Regions from separate parts of the Mus musculus genome. Here regions 1 and 3 are each linked to region 2. The links are chromatin contacts, called in public promoter capture Hi-C maps. All regions are on one chromosome and are shown on one strand. Each heading gives the region's core, a stretch centred on a gene start, on an enhancer-like site or on the middle of the called end of the contact. The rest is flanking DNA. Distances are from core to core; before and after follow the strand shown. Region 1 overlaps Gm31386 (a long non-coding RNA gene). Region 2 holds the start of Psen1 (presenilin 1). Region 3 overlaps Zfyve1 (zinc finger, FYVE domain containing 1).

Region 1 (4,336 bases), core at 458-2,957, 240 kb after region 2:
CCTCACCTTCCAATTTAGAAATACCCTCCCATTCAATTCAGTGACTCACAGAAAATCCATAAAAGGAAAGTGTGAAAGCCAAAATAACTCCAGAGATGGCTGAATCATTTCACTGAAGGAAAAGATCACGCACTGACCAAGATAAGATGGAAGTCAGGACAGAAGACCTGAGCTAGCATCTTATAACATGGGAAGTAAATAAGCAAATAGGAAGGGGCCTGGAGAGGCTGCAACATCCCAGCATCCTTTTACACAGCCTTTCAATGCCTCGCCAGCAGCCTCCTTCCCTAGCCTTGATGCTGTGCTGTAGTACCAATTTTAGAGCAAGTCAGAAGGCAATTAATGTCCTAGCAGATCGGAAACAATAGCGTCATAGGAGGGCATGGCCATTATTATGGTGCTCTGGATAATAATGGCCCTTGCACAGCCACAGTGATGAGGTGCCATACAGAACATAGAATTAGGGCAGTCTCGAGAAGGGGACTCGACCACTAAGTTTAGGAACTCAGACTGCTATCACAAAAGTTGGTGAATAATTGCCACAAAGGTCAGCCACTCATTATCTCAACCACTAAAAACAAGCTTTTGTCCTGGGTCGCTCCTACCCATCTACTTCCCAAGGTTCCCCTTTGTAAAATAAGAGGAAAATTAAAATAAATGTGTACAACCAGCAGGAAGAAGAAAAGTTGAAAGAAGGAAGGCTTTAAGATGCACACTTAGAACTAACCAAGGGTGTTGGGTTAACAAAACTGCTCGAAGTCTTTGGTTTTATCCACATGGGGTTAGCCTGCTACCATTGCCCCTTGCTTCGCCTCCCTGCTCTGTGTACTTCTCCAGCACTCCCAGCCCCCCACAGGGCCTCTTAGAAATCAAGAGCCCTGGAGCCTGCTTGTCTGCAGCTCTGTGTTTGGTATGGCTGCCTGTGGAGGTTGCTGTAGATGCTATCTGTTCAGAACCTCTTGATTCAGACCATGATGGCAGGTATGCTAGCGGCAAATGTGACTCTAATGTGACTCAAATGTGACTCTACCAACTGAGTGCAAAATGGGGGACTCACTGTGGTACCCTGATATCTGAGGGGTACAGTAGAAGCCCAGGCCTTCATGGGCTCTAAGGCATTTCCTCTCTACCTTCTTCTTACAGAGCAACATTCAACACTCAAGTCTCCGTTCATTTCTTTTTCTTTTTCTTTTGTTTAGTTTTGGGTTTTGTTTTGTTGTTGTTGTTTTTGATTGTTTGTTTGGTTGGGTTTTTTTTTTGTTGTTGTTTTGGGCATTTTTTTTTTTTTTTTTTTGCTTTTGGTTTTTATTTTATTTATTTGCTTGTTTGTTTGCTTGCTTTTTGGTCTAAAGAGCCAAATCCCACCTTCGATAAGCTCTATGTCTTGCCTGTGGAAGTCTTCAATCCTCCGATCCCCCTTTTCTAGACACAATTCCAGTTCCAGATGGGCTAGAGAAGTAAGTTGCGGTGGGAGCAGACCAGGGCCAGAGTTACCTGCCGCCCCGCCAGCCACTGGAGGCAAGATTACTGATAAGAAGTAGTTAACAAGGTGGAAAGAGTTAGGAAGAAAAGAGGGGCTTGGGGAGGAGAAAGACCTGAGGAAAGAAGAAGAGAAAGCAAGAGAGAAGCCGCCATGAGAGACAGAAAACTGGTCTGGGAGCCCAGGAGAGCGCTGAGCCAGCCCTCCCCTCCGGAGGCTGCCCCCTCCCAGTGCTGCCTGTGGACTTTACACTGGCTTGCTTAAGTGCACTGATAGGTAAAGTGCAGTGTCTGCCACTCACTCGTTAAAGGAAAAAAGTGCCTGGGATGCATTCTATAAGGCTCTTGTTCCGTATCTTCTTGGGAAGCCTCCCCAAGTTCAAAGACTGCTGCTCTGGCAGCTGGTCAGAGCTGACAAAGGAAGGACAGATTTATGTAGCCAAGCCAAGGACATGTCTTCATAAAGGTGACCTCTGGCTGAACACAAGGCAAAAGATGATTTTACCATCCCAAGCAGAAGAACTTCTAATAGATGGAAGTGCCAAGCCGTTTTTCCCGTGCTGGAACTGAGCACTGTGGCTTCAAAGTTCAAGACTGGTTTGTGGATGAGAAGGCAAAGTGGGGGAGAGTGTGGAAGGGGCCGTTCTCATGGGCAGAGCTGTTTGCTTTTCTGTTCCAGATGCCTGGGATTTTTTTTTAAAGATGTATTTATTTTATGTATATGAGTACACTGTCACTCTCTTCAGACACACACCAGAAGAGGGCATCCGATCCCATTACAGATGGTTGTGAGCCACCATGAGGTTGCTGGGAATTGAACTCAGGACCTCTGGGAGAGCAGTCAGTGCTCTTAACCACTGAGCCATCTCTCCAGCCCCTGTGATTTTTTTTTTAATGCCATACCATGCCTTACTAGTAAATACTCATTTTCATCCTCAAGAAAAATGATGTGCTTATAGTGTGCTTATTTATAAAATGGGTAAGGTGTCAGCTCATAATGCTGCCATTGTGCTATTGAAAGGGGGCCCTAGTTACTATCACCAAATCTCTGGGCGGACCAGCTATTCTTCTACAGCAGGGAGTGGGCCAAGCAAAGTACTTAGCACCATTTAAAGGTTTGTCCATCCCTGTTTTACATGCGTGCAGAGAGTTTCCTGGAAACATGGCTATTTTCCAAAGATTGCTCAAGCAGAATGCCTTTGAGAACTCTCAAACCCCAGCCACATGGAGCCTTACAAGAGAGTAAATTTAAACTTGGACCCTTCTTGCTTTGTTTTGAGACCTGTTCTCACTATGTAGGCCAGACTGTCATAGTTTAATGGCAGTTTAATGACACTTCTCCCTTAGCTGCTTAAGTATTGGGACTGCAAGGTATGTACCACTTGAACTTATGCCCTCTTGAGCCTAACACTCACCCACACCATAGTCATTAATAATTTTGGTTCTGCCATTTACAAACTAACTGTACCTGTAGGAAAGTTCCAGTTGATTAATTAGGAAAGTTGCTAAATCTCCCTAAGCTTCAGTTTCTTGTTTACAAAATGAAATGTGTGTCTGGTATCTTTAGCTGTCTAACAAATCACCCTACAACTTACTAGCTTAAAACATTTATTACGTTTATTATTTTATAGTATCTCTGAGTTTGAAATCCTGGTGCAGCTTTGCTGTGTCCTCTGGCTCTGGCTCTGGGTCTCTCCTAAAGTGTAGTCATCTACCTCGTGGCTCTCTTATGTGGTCTTTGGCAGGATTAAGTTTCTTACAGAATTTACCTTAAAGCCTTAGTTCTTAAGGAGCAGCAGACAGCAGGCCTTCATCAGTGCCTGGCCTTGGAGACATAACAGGGCAGCTTACTTCATCAGAGATAGCAAGAAGCAAAGAGAGAAGGCCAGACAAAGAATGCCAGCCCTTTGTACTCTGATCAAAGAAGTGATGTCACATCACCTCTGCCACATTCCTTTAGTTAGCAATATGCTATTAGGCTCTGCCTACATTTCAGGAGAGAAGCTTACACGGTATATAAACACTAACAGGAGGCTCATTATCAGTAAACATTTTAGAACTATCCTACCTATAGGGCTCATTTAAAAATGAAACAAAATCAGAGAACGTATGCAATTTAGGGCCAGCATATATAATGTAATGTATAATATAACAAATATATAACTATTATTACTATTAATCTTATTACTGAGTGTATATAATGATTGGTTTTCTCTCCTGGCTACTAGAAGGAAACCTTTTATGAGAATAAATAAGATATATCATCTAATCTTGACACATCTTAACTACTTAATAGCCATTAGTTATTATTAACATTATTAATGTGTGATACCTAGTTGTCTCTTCAATCTGTTGGAAGGGAATACTGTCAAGTGGTGACTTCTACAAGATGATCCAACTTCCATATGTTGTGTTCCCTTTTTCAGTGAGTGGCCTACACTTGCCAGAGCGAAATGCTAGGTTTAGGCGTCATAAAATATGTCCAACAAAAGTATAGCCTAGTCTAATTTCCTATATTCCTTCTATTGAGGAGAGTATGATCAAAACCTGCAAGACAGGCTAATCATGAGAGCTCCTTTAATTCAAAGAAACATGTGCGTCTGGCTCCATCCAGGTTCTGTTGAAGGAGGAGTGTGACCGGAAGAATACGCAATGTCTTAGAGGTGTGATCTTTGCCCTCCCAAAAGAAGCTGGTCATTGTGTATTATGTAGAGTCAGTCATCAGCTGAGGATCAGAAAGAGGAAGGTTCATGTCTCAGCAGACACGATAAGGGTACTTCCACACCTGAGCCAAGAGATGAGACCGGATAGCTCATAGTGACTTTACATTTAGAAGATTGTAAGAAGAGAGTCCAGT
Region 2 (4,298 bases), core at 1,478-3,977:
CCTGCTTCCTTCTGTCTCTCCTTGGCTTTATTTAGGCACCTGTCTGCCCTTGGAGCTCAGTTGTAGAACTCAGTATTTTGCCTCCACTTCCAAAATACTAAGAAACAAGTCAGACAATACTCAGATTCCCTTTTTTATTATTATTATGTATATGAATACACACCAGACTAGGGCATCAGACCCCATTACAGATGGTTTTGAGCCACCATGTGCTTGCTGGGGATTAAACTCATGACCTCTGAAAGAGCAGTCAGACCTCTAAACTGCTAGGCAATCTCTCTAGCCCACTCAGTTCCTTTTTGATAACAAAAGGAAAAATGAATAGTTCAACAGTTTTTTATTTTTTCCTGGCAGCTTTACATTGTTGGTAGTTGTACCCAATTATAGAAACTGAGGAAACATATTTTGATTTCTAGGCGATATTCTAAATAAAGGCAAATTTTTCATTGAAAGATATTTCTGTAGGAAATCATTAAGTTTCTGTGAGCAAAAGTGAATTCTGGTCATATGCAAATATTACTTACCTTGGAGTCATTGTTAGGAAAACCTGGCCTGATTGACTAGGTCCTGGCTTCTAGTGACTGCATTCCTAGTCTTGCCTTGCAGGCTCCTCTCCTAAGTGACCTAGTCAATCAGGCCAAGTCATTTCCTGCTTCACTCATTAGTTGCTACTGGGTTTTCTCATCTTCCTATTGCCAGGTTTTGAATAATGGGGAAAATAAATGCTACACTGCAGAAATTCTCACTATTCTTTGGCACTGTTTGGTCATTCTTAGGTTTTAGTGTTTCTAGACCCTCAATGCTATATTACATTGAAAAAATAGAAAATTATTTAGTATGTGCCTTTCAAATGTCTCAGATCTTATTCACATAGTTAGAAGTGTTGTGTGCCTTGATATTTCCGTGGGTGCCCGAGTGGGATACATTAGCTTCTCTTGGCACTCTATAAACATTGTCTGTCTATTTGATATTCATTGGTGGTTAATGTTTAATCACCTTTGCCCTTCCCTGGTGTCAGTCTTCCCATGTCATTTATGTAATATTTGTGTTTATATCCCTAAAAAGGAATATAGAAAACAGAAGTATCTGTAGTCTACTCAGTTCCTGTCCCCCCTCCCCTTTGAGGGTTTACTTTTACAAGAATCTATTGGAACACTGAGTGTAAATACAACTGCCATTTTTGTCCATTAGACAGTTCTCTTGCTCATAGCTTTCATTCATGAGTATTTTTTTTAAGATTTATTTATTTATTATATGTAAGTACACTGTAGTTGTCTTCAGACGCACCAGAAGAGGGCGTCAGATCTCATGGTTGTGAGCCGTCATGTGGTTGCTGGGATTTGAACTCAGGACTTTTGGAAGAGTAGTCAGTGGTCTTAACCACTGAGCCATCTCACCAGCCCCATTCATGAGTTTTATAACCTAGGTGAACTAAGATTTGTTGTAGGACAGTGAGATTTTTTTATATATATACCAGTACTCCACGAACATCTTTGCACAAAAATGTTTGTCGAAATTGCTTCTCTGTATAGTTTACAGCATTTGCCATTCTACCAAAAGATCGCAATTAATGTAGTTTGCAAATGGCTTTTAGTCTATGCTTGTTTAGCAAGTGTATTGAGCTTGTTCTGTACTGTCTACAATTTTCTGCCTTCTTCCCATATAAGTAAATGATTGAGGGTATAAGTAAATGATTGAGGGAAAACTACCCAAGGTTATGCTATGTCTCCTCCCAGTTGCCATTCCGCTGGCGGAAAAGACTAAAGTATCAAGATCTTAAGCATGAAAATAGTGAAGTCTGAGTTTATTGAAGCAGGGTTGAGAATGTTGGGAGAAAATGGAGATGGATGCTCTACTATTTAGAACGAGGCCTTCTGGGAAGTAGAAAAAAGGAAGTTTGACCCAGTGTATCTTAGTTTGACCTGTAATTTGCTAGGAATCCCAGTCCGATTTCAACTCACTGTCCTGCCCCATCTCCTCCTGAGTGTTATGATTTCAGATACAACACCATCCCGATGTATTTGTCTCTGTTGGGAGTAGAATCTAGTTCCTCGTGTGTGCTCCTTAAGCACATTAGCCGTTTTCTGGTTATTTGGGATTATGAATAATTTCTCTGTTGTTTTTTGCCCAAGTGAAATGTGTGGTGTGCTGTTGATAATTGTCTCTCCGATTAAGGAAAATCTGAGGGATGTAAAAATCAAGATAGGAAACATTCTTTGCTTTCTAGAAGCTTGCCATCTGGGAAGACTTTCAGACTCGGAACCTAGACTAATAGGATATTTCTCAGGTTCTGTTTACCCACCAATCGCTTTGGTTTATTGAGAGTACAAACAGTAAATTTTATCCGTTTTGAGGAACTGTTCAAATAAATACTGTGGAGAAATGGGAAGTGTTGGATTTAAAATGTCACTACAAAACAAGGCACGGTGTCCCCACACATGGAAACCAAATAAATAGGTTCAAGCCCATCCTTTCCTACAAGGTATGTTTGATACCGGCAGGGAACGCTCGAATCGCAGTCTCAACCAAAAACAAGGGAAAATGTCACTTGTAGACTGGAAGAACGCTAGACGCGCCTCAAACCCTAGAGAGGCCTCAGGTCGCGCACATCCTTACATCTATGCGAGTGGATTAGGCCAGCTCCAGCCCCCAGCCCTCGTGGCCTGCGCGCGCCACCGGAAGCTCCGTCCCCTCCCGGGTCTAGGGGCCAACGTCGCCGAGGCCGGAAGTTGCGACACCGGTGAGACCTCTAGGGCGGGGCCTAGGACGACCTGCTCCGTGGGCCGCGAGTATTCGTCGGAAACAAAACAGCGGCAGCTGAGGCGGAAACCTAGGCTGCGAGCCGGCCGCCCGGGCGCGGAGAGAGAAGGTGCGTGCCCAGGGTGTGCGGGGCGGAGGGTGTCTCTGCCGGTCGTGTTCACCGTCGCCTGCCTGCCGGGGGTCCGGGCGGGCCTGTGTCTCCGAGGGCCGCGCTGCGGGCGTCTCTAGGGATGAGGGGCGGGGTCCAGGCGGGCGGAGATCGAGGAACCCCGCGTGGGAAACGGGGTGAAGCCGGTTTCTCGGAACCCAGCCGGGGCCAGACTGAGAGCAGCCTTCTCCGAGCTTTGGTACCCCGGAAGTGCTGGCTTCCCCGGGCGGCCGGGAGCAGATGGCTGGCATCAGGGGTGGCCTCTCGATCAGAGTGGAGCTAGAGATAGAGGAAGCGCCCTAGGCTGGGTCGCCTTGAGCAACTGGTGAAACTCTGCGTCTGGTGCCCCGAGTGTGTCATAGTCCAGAAGTGAGTGAGTGGCACTCGGGGCTAACTTCTCAGTGTGTCTGTTGGCAGGCGAAGAGTCGTATGGCGCTTGTTCTTTCTTCAGAACTGTCACGATGCATGTGTCTGACGCTTGTAGGCGCCTTTAGTGTTTGCTAGTTCTTCCCTTTCACGTTTTCAAATGTGGCACTGCCGCGAACAGAGGCTCAGGCACATCCGCCTGGTAGTGGAGGACGGAGTGCATGAGACAATTGAGGTAACTTTTTACATAACTAGGAGAAATGAGAGTTCCAGTAACAGAAACGTAGAAGAAACGTGAGCAGGACAGGCGATCTGTTCAACTAACGCATAAGATTGACTGGGTTCAAGTTTGGAGAATGAGAGAGAAATAAGGAAGTTAGGCAGTGGTTTGGAAATAGTACTTTTGAAGTGACAGCGGGTGAAGATGGCCTGAGGTCAGAGCTGTAAACTGTAAACATGGGTCACTTAAGTAGATTTGCTGTTTGATGTTGGAGCAGAGAACTGGGTGGACACTTAGGGAACACAACAAAGAGCCAGGTAGAAGGAGGACAACGAGGCTGCTGAGGAGGACGAATGCAGAAACCACAATAGTGCAGTGTCACAGAAGCTGAGAAACACGGAAGCTTCAGGGAGCATTGTCAGCGATAGGAATGAAAGGCCTGGTGTTGTTTTAGAAGGATCTCTGTACCATTGTACCCTTGAAAGATGAGCGTGAACCACAAATACTAGTTTTAAATGTTCCCACAGACACTTTTTTAAAAAATTTTTTAGAGGTTTATTTATTTATTATATGTGAGTACATTGTAGCTGTCTTCAGACACCCCAGAATAGGGCATCAGATTTCATTACGGATGTTTGTGAGCCACAATGTGGTTGCTGGAATTTGAATTCAGGACCTTCAGAAGAGCAGTCAGTGCTCTTAACAGCTGAGCCATCTCTCCAGCCCCACAGACACATTTTTAAAGGTAACAAGAAGCAGTTGAAATTAGTCTTAATGATTTGTTAATCCAGTGTAGCTAACAGT
Region 3 (4,190 bases), core at 54-2,553, 140 kb before region 2:
GCTTGACGCTGAACTCCTTGCGGCAGTTGTGGCAGTGCAGGATCTCATGGTCAGGCACCCAGTAGGCCGGCCTGGCGGCATCTTTTACCAGGCCTACATCAGGGAAGGAACAACAGTCAGGACACCAGAACCTTGCCCCACGTCCCTCTGACACTTTCTGGCTTATGCCATCCCAACCGCACACAGAACCATTACTGTGCTGTGTTCTTCTGTTTATCTTTATTTATGTATTTTATGAGACATATAGCCCAGGGTAGCCTCAGCCTCATGGCTGCTGAGGATAGCCCTGTTCTTCTGATCCTCTTGCCTTCACTTCCCCAGTCCTGGGTTAGAAGTGTACGCTACTGCATCCAGTTTATGCAGTGATTAGACCCAGGGCTCAGGAACGCTACCCAAACACTCTACCAAACGAGCCACACAGCACCCCTGCTATAGTGTGCCAGTGGAAGTCAGAGGTAACTCTGTCGAGTCTCCTCTATTACATGAGTTCCAGGGACAGAACTCAGGGTGCCAGGCTTGCCCAGCAGGTGTCTGTAACTGCTTGGCAATTTTACCACCAAGCCTGAGTTCATTCTACAGGACATGGTGGCAGGAGGAAGCCAACTCCGACAAGTTGTCCTCTGACTTTCATGTGTGTTCCATGGCACATGCATGCAAGTGAGTGCCCCTCACACACAAACACAATAGATAAATTACTAAAAAGACAAAAAAGGTGCCAGGCTTCTTCTATCCTGACCACAGGACCTGTGGCTGAGGTACTGATGTTCCTCTATCCACCACACTGAGTGACAGACACTACAGTGACTGTACTCACTGCAGTCGAAGGAGCCACAAACAAGTCTAGACTCCACAGCCAGACGCTCAGTCGGATCCCAGCACCACTGAGCATGGTGACTGTGGGACTGAGCAAGCTTAACCTCTCTCAGGCCGATTCATCATTAACAACCCCTTCGAAAGCTGCCAGCAACAACGAGAAATAATATGCCCGGGACATAGAGTTGGCTCAGTGGTTAAGAACACTTGCAGTAAGCTGGGCAGTGGTGGAGCATGCCTTCAATCTCAGCACTCGGGAAGCAAAGGCTGAGGCAGGCCTGAGTTCAAGGCCAGTCTACAGAATGAGTTTCAGGATAGACAGAGCTACAGAGAAACCAGGTTGGGTTTTTTTGTTTGTTTGTTTTTGTTTTTAAAAAAAAAAAGGAGGAGGAGGAGGAGGAAAGACCAGGCCAAATCCAACCTGATGGAGGCTCAGCAAAGGAACACTCCATGAACAAACCGCTCCCAGCAGGGGCAGCCCCGGCCCCTCCCAGGTAGCTCAGGGTGGATGTAATCTGAGCTTGAAACCAGGCAAATCCACCTATTCTAACACCAATGAGTCAGAACCTCACAATTTGTTTTGTAGCCTACCCATTTTTCTCTCTAGCCACTCTGATCTCTCCCTTACCCTATACCCAAGTACATCCCAGGTCCGCCTGTCTGTCCTGCCAAGTCCTCCAGCCACTACTTGCTTCCCCTCTCTTTCTTCCTACTCTGGCTGTAAGCACCCCTCATAACTGATGCAGAGAAGGATCATAAACGCTGAATTAGCAATGGCCTGGCCAATGAGAGGCGTCAGCAGGTACAGATAGAGACACCTGCCCCTCCAAGCCTAATGACCTAAAAGGGGATAACTGACCCTAGAAGTTGCCTTTTGGCCTTCACAAGCAGGCCATGACACAAGCACTCAAACAAAATTCATGACTAAACTAATGTAACAAGTTCTCTGGCACACTCTCCTCTGAGACTCCAGCTCCCCTTCCTTGAACCTAAGCAGGCTCTGTAACAGCAACAAACTACAGAAGCATACAGCACACTTCCTCTCTCCAAACACTAAAGCAGTAGCTGCCACCACCACCCCTCCCCGCCTCCCCCTTCCCCTCTCCTCCCCCCCCTTCTCTCTGCAACAGGGTCCCAGGGTCTGTCTGTCCCTCTGAGACATGTGTCCCTAGCTGGCCTAAAACTTACTATGTAGACCAGACTGGCCTCAAAGTCAGAGACCAACCTGCTGGAATTAAAAGCATATGCCACCTGGTTCCATAAATTAGCTTTTTTTAAATTAAGATTTATTTATGTATTTGTGAGTGTGTGCACACTCAGTGTGCACGCATACATGCATCTACACATGTACACACGCATGTGGAAGCCCCAAGAGAGTAGAAGATCCCCTGGAGTTGGAGTTATGGGTGGTTGTGAGCTACCCAACATGAATGCTTGGACGCGAACTTAATGTCCTCTGTGAGAGAGAGCAGGACGTGCTCTTAACCACTAGGCCATTGTCTAGCCACAAAGTATCAGCTCTTGAAACCCTCAACTACCCTTGTGGTTCATCTACTACCAGAGACACCAAGTGGAGAGACCCAGAGAGGCAGAGGGATGCTCCACTGAGCATAGCTTTAACCGTCCTCCGAAGGGACCTTCCAAATCTGTTCAAATGCTACCCTGCAATACTCAAGACAGGAACTGCAGGCAATGACAACAGGGGAATAAGCAGACTTTCTGATCGCTACACGCACACTGTTTTAGACAAAATAGCATGCTCCCGCCTTATGTACAGCAACAAATGGTGAGGAGGCTGGCCTCCAGAAATGAAACTGATACTACTACAGGATTCCACACACAAAAGGAAGTATATAACGCTTCCCTTCATTCCTTGCTGCCAAACTCAATCAAGTCAGCAAGCAAATCAAAATGACCATCCAGGGGACCCTGAAACCCCTCATGCTACATGCATTATCCCCAATATAGGCACTGCCCAAGCCCACCTAGTGGTATGTCAATAGCTGTCACCACGGCTCCCAAGGTGTTCTGCACGGCCTCGCCCACCTTCCGGGCAATCAGCGTTCCACCTTCATCATCTGCCTGCGCCTCAGTCACATCTGTGGGTAATACAAGAGATAGCCGTTGCCTCTCAGCAGTCATCTCTCATGCAGGCGCTCAGGAGCCACACTGGAACACTTCCCGATTCCCACAGTAACTAACAGTGACTTGTGGGGCCAATCAGATGGAACCCTGAAAGTGGCCTGGGCACCTCTCTAGAACTGATTTATAACTTATTTTTAAAGTCAACCAGATTGGTTCTGGGAGCAAGACCTAAACTTTCTACAGAGAGAGGACTCAACCTAAGCTTGTCTGGCTTCCCAGAACTCATCAGCTATATGCAGGTGTGTTCTCTCAGAAGCACCACTGAGCTCAGAGCTCAGGCCAGGCCACGTTTAATCAATCAATCCTGTCTTCCGAACCTCCACCTCAAGGCTCAGCTGCACAGGCCTATCTGGCTAGGAGCTCAGCGGGTGAGTAGCCCTGGCCAGGAGCAACTGCTCTCAGAAGTGACGGTCAGAGCAGTGAGCATCCAGGGCCCGGTATTCAGTGGGTGCACTCTCGCTCGCCCCTCCTGAGCCCCACATTACCTAACTGGACATTCCTGGCATCGTAGCAGCTGTCACACACGCGGACAGGCGCAGGTCCCCAGCCCCGCTCAGGCACCGGCCGGGTCTTGGATGAACAGCTGTCACAGAAGCCCTCCCCACAGGCCCGGCAGTGATGCTTCGTGTCGTTGTCCTTGAAGGATGTCGCACACTGGTTGCAGCTCTGTTCCAAGTCCAAAACAAAACAGAGAGGCAGAGGTCCTACATGCCTGCTGAGCTGGGGACTGGACATGACCCAGGGGGCAACCACAAATTCCTGAAGGCGGGTTCCATCTCTGTCAAGACCCAAGCTTTCTAGTAAGAATAGTTCCCTGAGTAAAGAAAGGGGGGGGAGCCGGGCGTGGTGGCGCACGCCTTTAATCCCAGCACTCGGGAGGCAGAGGCAGGTGGATTTCTGAGTTCGAGGCCAGCCTGGTCTACAAAGTGAGTTCCAGGACAGCCAGGGCTATAGAGAAACCCTGTCTCGAAAAAGCCAAAAAAAAAAAAAAAAAAAAAGAAAGGGGGGGGGGGAGGATGCTTCCTGTTACAGGAGTTTGGGCAGAAACTAATTCCAGGTTGTGGGTACCCTAGAGAACTGTGGATAAAGCCAAGAAATGACCTGAAAAAGACTCCTTTCTCCAGATCCTGTAGCTGTGATTCTCTGACATCCAGGCAATATTAATTGGCTCTCACAGGTCTGGCAATACAACCCACCATAGAGAAAATACTCACAGGACACAAAAGGCACTT

What was found. Promoter capture Hi-C pulls out the DNA fragments that hold promoters and counts their contacts.
Region 1: a promoter capture Hi-C map of liver shows a contact between it and region 2, with 4 times the contacts expected there. The contact joins the enhancer-like site here to the promoter of Psen1 in region 2. A contact is called at or near these places in 25 of 39 promoter capture datasets (the 3T3-L1 cell line, 3T3-L1-derived adipocytes, the C10 cell line and 16 more), 1 of 15 datasets of contacts at CTCF or cohesin (pro-B cells), 13 of 484 Hi-C or Micro-C datasets (CD4 T cells, CD8 T cells, the G1E-ER4 cell line and 8 more), 20 of 115 datasets of contacts at active chromatin or transcription factors (the NIH/3T3 cell line, the SCID.adh cell line, acute myeloid leukemia and 13 more) and 4 of 9 other capture datasets (adipose tissue, embryonic stem cells, liver and 1 more).
Region 3: a promoter capture Hi-C map of embryonic stem cells shows a contact between it and region 2, with 2.1 times the contacts expected there. The contact joins the enhancer-like site here to the promoter of Psen1 in region 2. A contact is called at or near these places in 6 of 39 promoter capture datasets (3T3-L1-derived adipocytes, embryonic stem cells, liver and 1 more), 6 of 484 Hi-C or Micro-C datasets (embryonic stem cells, epidermal suprabasal cells, nephron progenitors and 2 more), 3 of 115 datasets of contacts at active chromatin or transcription factors (differentiating embryonic stem cells, embryonic stem cells and extraembryonic endoderm stem cells) and 4 of 9 other capture datasets (adipose tissue, embryonic stem cells, liver and 1 more).

The regions. Positions count from the first base shown.
Region 1 is chr12:83,923,619-83,927,954 of GRCm38.p6, forward strand. All of the region lies in intron 1 of Gm31386 (a long non-coding RNA gene), which reads left to right. Among named protein-coding and RNA genes, the nearest start is that of Gm31386, 3.9 kb to the left of the region's middle. Within about 2 kb of position 1,708, at least 16 of the 459 cell types and tissues checked have an H3K27ac peak or open chromatin away from gene starts, as enhancers often do. A contact at or near this core is called in intestinal villus epithelium and liver, where this site is marked.
Region 2 is chr12:83,685,425-83,689,722 of GRCm38.p6, forward strand. It overlaps Psen1 (presenilin 1), which reads left to right and starts at 2,728. Exons shown (of 12, transcript NM_001362271.1): 1 at 2,728-2,869.
Region 3 is chr12:83,548,023-83,552,212 of GRCm38.p6, forward strand. Zfyve1 (zinc finger, FYVE domain containing 1) reads right to left here. Exons shown (of 12, transcript NM_183154.4): 10 at 3,444-3,624; 11 at 2,799-2,912; 12 at 1-93. Among named protein-coding and RNA genes, the nearest start is that of Gm51952, 12 kb to the right of the region's middle. Within about 2 kb of position 1,304, at least 11 of the 459 cell types and tissues checked have an H3K27ac peak or open chromatin away from gene starts, as enhancers often do. A contact at or near this core is called in embryonic stem cells and trophoblast stem cells, where this site is marked.